Regions from separate parts of the Pan troglodytes genome. Here region 1 is linked to region 2. The links are chromatin contacts, called in public HiChIP or PLAC-seq maps. All regions are on one chromosome and are shown on one strand. The core of a region is the stretch at or near the end of the contact, and the rest is flanking DNA. Distances in the headings are between cores, read along the strand shown. Region 1 holds the start of SEC22A (SEC22 homolog A, vesicle trafficking protein). Region 2 holds the start of PDIA5 (protein disulfide isomerase family A member 5).

Region 1 (3,007 bases), core at 63-2,562, 140 kb before region 2:
ACAACTCTGTGAGACACTCAAGGAAGGTCACAGGCACCCCTGTGATAGGACCTAGGCCTCTTTCATATACCAACATAAGATATACTTCGATTTTAACCAGTTGCATGCAAAAAAAAAAAAAAGGCACTAAACAGATGTGACGGTTTTCAACATAGGAAATACCCGAATGTCCCATTACTTTAGGATATGGTCACAGGTGTCAGAGTCAAATACTGAATGAACCTTAATATATCAGAAATTGTAGGTACCATTTAAGGCATTGCCTGATTCCTTACAATCTTAGCATGTAAGCAAATATCAGTAACATGGAAAGTGATTCAGAGTTTGAAAAGTGGCTGTTCCCCTGACTGAAGATCCCAACATCTCCAGTCTGGTGGCTGATACTTTTGCTCTGGGCTAGGCTTTGCCTTGGCTGAATAGGCATAGGAGGGACTGGTTCTCAAGCTCGCCCCCTGCCCCAGGTGGATGATCCAGGAAACTAAGCAGCAGGGAAAAATTATCTTAAGCTGTCTTCACTGGCAGAGAGATTCAAGCCAGCTGGGGCTTGTCCTTTTCTTTTGGAAGCCTCCTCCACTTGCCGAGCCAATTGCTCAGGTCTCCCTTCTGCCACATCGTTCCCAAAGTGACTCTTGAGACAGGGTCTCAAGAGATTTCCGTGAGCCAACGCGGGCAAATATCTGGGCTCAGTGCTCACTCCATCCCCACAAGACGTAAAGTAAGACACTGGTTCAAGTCCCATTCTGCCTAAAAGAAATAGGAAATGCCACCTCAAGCTCTCATGGGCCACCTACACAGGTAGATCACCGTGTTTCTGACACCTGGGCGCCAGGGAATCCCCACCACCATGCTGACAGCCAAGTGCGACTGTCCCTCCCCTTCAGACACTCCTTTCCTGGCTGCCCAATACCCGAGGCGGCTCAGACGAGGCGCAACCGCCGCCCGCCTGGCCCCAGAGAACCCTCAAGTCGAAGGGGACGGGGTCCCCGCTTGCCCGTCCCTCCAGAGCTCCGCGGCCCCGACCCCCACCCCAAAGGCACGGACTTGGCTCCTGCCCGTGGGGTAGGTCTTCAGTCCCGAGGGCGAAGACCGAGGCTGTGGCGAGAGGCAGGGAGAGCGAGCGGAGAGGCTGGCAGGGATTCGAACGACCCCTAAGAAAGGAAGAAGAGGACTGGGAGGGGCCGGGGAGTACCTGTCGAGACGGGCCCCGCCGCTCCGAGTGACGCGCCCCGCAGTGCATTGTGGGGCCTGGGAGGGACCTTTCGGCGGGGCTGCGGCGCGTCCAACGTGGCTCGCGCCCGCGGAATCAAACCACGCCCCCGTTCCCTCGGCTCGCCCAGGCCAATCGGGTTCTGCAGGAAGGACACAACAACCCGCCAGCTCCCGGGGCCCTCCTTAGTCCCACCCGCTCCAGGAGAGATTGGCAGCTTCTCTCGCACCTGCGCCAGAAAAGTACAGAATCCTCCGATGACAGAACTACGTTGACTTCAGAAATATGGCCAATGTCTTCCGCTCGCCGCCCTGTTTCTGCAGGCATTTTGTCTCTCACACGCGGCCCTACAGCAGACACTTATAAAGGGGATAGGGAGAAAAGCCCCCTCTGGGTGGGCAAGGAGAAGACCTGGCCCCGTCTATTCCCACACACAAGGAAACTAACCATGGCAGAAAAGTGCCAGATACTGACCCTGAGACCCCTTCCAGCCTTCGCATCGGTCATGCATTATTAAACAGGCATTTCCTGACTGTTTACCATGTGCCAAGCACCGTGTTAAGCACGGGGTTACAGGAGTGGACATAACGCTTGATGGAATTTAAGGAGTAATCGAAGCAAGAGACATTAAAGCATAAATAGTTAGTTACAGAATTATAAATTGTCAGTATTGGGAGGGAAAATTAGTGGGTGCAATGATCAATTAATTTTGGACTATCAGGGAAGAGACCTCTGAATAAGTGCCTTTTAAGCGGCAGGCATATTAAAGAGACTTAGAGAATGTTCCCCGCCAAGGAAATATTGTGTGAGGTTGTTGGGGCATGAAAGAACTTCGTGTGCTCTAGGAACTAAAAGGAAGTCAGTGTGGATGGAGTGTAGGGAGCAAGGAGAAACTTTGCCCGTTGACCTTAAGATATCTTCCAAAATACAGCCGGAAATCTGTAATGTGGCCAATAAGAGCCAGCATGGTCTGGCCCTTGTCTCATCTCAGCCCAAGGTCAATGGGCAGCTAATAAAGACTATTAAGTAGGATCCTATTTGCATATTTAAGAATCACTCAGGCTGTTTGTGGAGAATAGTGTGGAAGAGGGCAAGAAGGGCTGCTGGAAAGCCATTTGGAGGCAGTTGCATCAGGCAAAGCCAGAAATGATGGTGGCTTGAACTAGTGTAATGGGAGTTAGAGACAGAAAGAGGTAGATAATTTCAAGATATGTATAAATTATAAATGGTATCCAAGGGACTTCATAACGGATTGGTTTGCCGGGAAGGGTCAACAAAGAGGAATATTAAGGATGACTCCTTAAGTAACTAGATGGATTAAGAAGCCATTTACTGACTCATGGAACACAGAAAGAGGAGCAAATGGTTTGGAATATGTTAAATTTGAAATGCCTATAAATGGAGATGTCAAGTAGATTTGGATATGTAGGTCTAGAGTTCAGAAGAAAGGCCTGAACTAACATAAATTTTGTCCTAGATATATACTCAACATAAATGTATTCATATATTCACCAGAAAACATATGTATAAGAATGTTCATGAAATGAATAAATTTTAGAATATTCTGACCGGGCGCGATGGCTCACGCCTGTAATCCCAGCACTTTGGGAGGCCGGGGGTGGGGGTGGATCACTTGAGGTTGAGAGTTCAAGACCAGCCTGGCCAACATGGTGAAACCCCATCTCAACTAAAATACAAAAAAATTAGCCAGACATGGTTGTAGGCATCTGTAATCCCAGCTACTTGGGAGGCTGAGGTAGGAGAATTGCTTAAACTGGGAGGCAGAGGTTGCAGTGAGCC
Region 2 (2,757 bases), core at 108-2,607:
CCTCACTGGTGATCCAAAAGGCCAGGGTATTGGGAGATGGAAGTGTTTCAAGCAACTCAACCCACACTTTTTCTCCTCCCATTTGCCCAGTGGCCTTGCCACACCCAAATGGAAAAGAACGGGAAAATCTGGGTTGGGGGGAGGGTGCCAGGAACAGGAAGTTCCCTGGAACTTCAGAGGAAAAGAACCAGGATGGTCCTAAAATAAGGGAGGGCATAAGTTATGGAAAAGATGGGGAAGGAGGCCACAATATCTCATCGCACACCCACAGCGAAACGAAGGCCAAACCCCAGACCTGGACCGGCAGGCACACCCATTCCGACCTCTCTCAGGGATGCCTGGAGTCCCCCCCACCAAGTGTAGCAAACTACTCTTGGAGTCCACTCCTTTTCCACTTTTGTAAGATTTTGCAGTTTACACAGCTTCCTCCACTGAGACCTCATCCGACTCTCAGAACCACCCTATGGGGGTAGCTTTGCCTTTCTATATCATGGATGAGGAGACTAGCTCAGATACATTAAATGAACCGCCGCGTCACACAGCTAGAAAGTGGCTGAGGCTCGAGCCCGCCTCAGTTGGGTGTAGGAGCAGCTCCTCTGCCGGGGCGGGCTACGTCGACCCCACCCAGCCCACCGAGCCTGGCCTGTGGGCGGAGGCCCAGGTGGTGGCCCGCAGTTTCCCAGACGCCTGGGGCCGAAACCAAGAACAAGGTGGCCCTAAACCAAGGTTTCCGGCAGTGCAGGTAGTAAGCACCCCCATCCCACCCCGCACTCACACAGGTGCAGGGCTCGGAGTCTGGGGCGGAGCTCACCCCGCAGCCCGCCGGCGTCCTGCCCGACCGGCTGTGCCCCGACCTGCATCCCCGCAAAGTTGTGGCCGTGGCGTAAGCACCCTGCCAGGGATCTCCCGGCGCCCCACAGCTGCCTCCTGCCCCTGCGTCCGGGAGCGCTTGGCGGCGAGGGCACCGGGACTCCCGCTGTCTCCCGCGTAGCACCCAGTGCCCGCCTGCCTGGCATGCACGCCCTCATCCCGGTGCCCCGGGGCAGCTCCCCGCACGTTCCGCAGAGGGCTGGAGCAGAGAGCGCAGAAGGGCACGCGGGACACACGTGCTGGCCCGGCCCGGACCCCTGCCCCACAGTCTCACCCAGATTGCCAGCAGCAGCCACGCCGGCCCGGCCCGCGCCATCCCAGCAGCGCTGCCCACCGCTGGCTCCTTTCTCCACTCCGGCGCCCGCTCCCGCCCGCCCGCCTGCTAGCTCCACCGCGGCCAACCACCACGGCCACTTCCCAGCCGCTCCCCGCCTCCGAGTTCCCGGTGCCACGTCTGCCAAAGCATGCGCAGCAGCTGGGGAGAGGCGGCCGGGAAGAAGTGCTCGCTGGGAGTTGTAGTCTGCAGCCTGGCTCAGCTGGGGGCTGCGGGTGCGGACTGGGCTCCGAGGCCACGTGGCAGCGAGTGAAGTGCGAAAAGGCAAGGTCAGGGAGTAAGGGAAGGCAATTAATGCGCGGGGGCTTACTCTGTGCCTGGAGCTTCAGAAACAGTATCTCACGCAGCTCACAGAAATTAGGTTTTATTTTCTCCACTTTGAGGATTAGGAGGCAGCCCAGGGAATTTAAGTACGTTGATCCAGATCACACAGCCGGTAAATGGCAGAGTCCAGGGCTGCCTGTGAAGGACAGGAAAAGCCCTCATCCCTGCCTCCCAGACTCCCTCCTGCTTATTCTATTTAACTTCAGTAAAACATTATTGAGCTGTTGGAAAACAATCTGGTGGCTCCTCAAAAAGTTAAACATAGATTACTATATGACCAGCAATTCCACCCTTAGGCTAATACCCAAAAGAATTGAAAACAGGTATTCAGACAAATGCACGTACACCAGTGTTCACAGCAACACTATTTACAATAATCAAAAGGTGGAAACAACTCTAACGTCTGTCAAAGGATGAATGGGTAAACAAAGTGTGATACATCCATCTAATGGAATGTTATTTAGCCATTAAAAGGAATAAAGTGGCCCAGCAGGGCAGCTCATGACTGTAATCCCAACACTTTGGAAAGCTGAGGCAGCAGAATCGTGTAAGACTAGGAGTTTGAAACCAGCCTGGGCAACATAGCAAGACCTCATCTCTGCTAAAAATAAAAATAAAATAAAATAGCTGGTGTGGTGGCAAGGGACTGTAGTTCCAACTACTTGGGAGGCTAAGGCGGGAGGATTGCTTGAACCTGGGATATGGAGACTGCAGTGAGCCGAGATCATGCCACTGCACCCCAGCCTAGGCCACAGAGTGAGACCCTGTCTCAAAAAAAAAAAAAAAAAAAAAAAAGGGAGGGGGGAGGGAATAAAATGCTAATACATTCTACAATGAATGAATCTCAGAAATGTATGCTAATGAAAGAAGCCAGACACAAAAAGTCACATATGATGTGATTACATCTTATGAAATATTTAGAATAGGTAAATCCACAGAGACAGAAAGCATAGTAGTGGGGGTGGGGAGGAAGGAATGGGGAATGACTGCCTAATGAGTATAGGGACTCCTTTGGGGGTGATAAAACATTTTGGAACTAGATGGAGATGATGGTTCCACAACATTGTGAAGGTACTAAATGCCACTAAACTGTACACTTTAAAATGGTTAATTGATGTTATGCGAATTTTACCTGAGTAAAAATTTTCAAAAGAAAAAAACTCTTTATTGAACCCATTCCCTGTGCTAAAGCAGGGGTCCCCAAACGCTGGGCCTCTGGACAGTCTGTG

The links. HiChIP or PLAC-seq counts read pairs in DNA pulled down with a chosen protein or histone mark.
Region 1: a contact with region 2 is called in an H3K4me3 HiChIP or PLAC-seq map of stem cell-derived excitatory neurons, with 2.7 times the contacts expected there. The contact joins the promoter of SEC22A here to the promoter of PDIA5 in region 2. A contact is called at or near these places in 1 of 7 Hi-C or Micro-C datasets (stem cell-derived neural progenitor cells) and 1 of 1 datasets of contacts at active chromatin or transcription factors (stem cell-derived excitatory neurons).

The regions. Positions count from the first base shown.
Region 1 is chr2:126,472,575-126,475,581 of NHGRI_mPanTro3-v2.0_pri, reverse strand. It overlaps SEC22A (SEC22 homolog A, vesicle trafficking protein), which reads right to left and starts at 1,312. Exons shown (of 7, transcript XM_516699.8): 1 at 1,190-1,312.
Region 2 is chr2:126,329,132-126,331,888 of NHGRI_mPanTro3-v2.0_pri, reverse strand. It overlaps PDIA5 (protein disulfide isomerase family A member 5), which reads right to left and starts at 1,357. Exons shown (of 17, transcript XM_001151831.8): 1 at 1,145-1,357. The coding sequence starts at 1,186.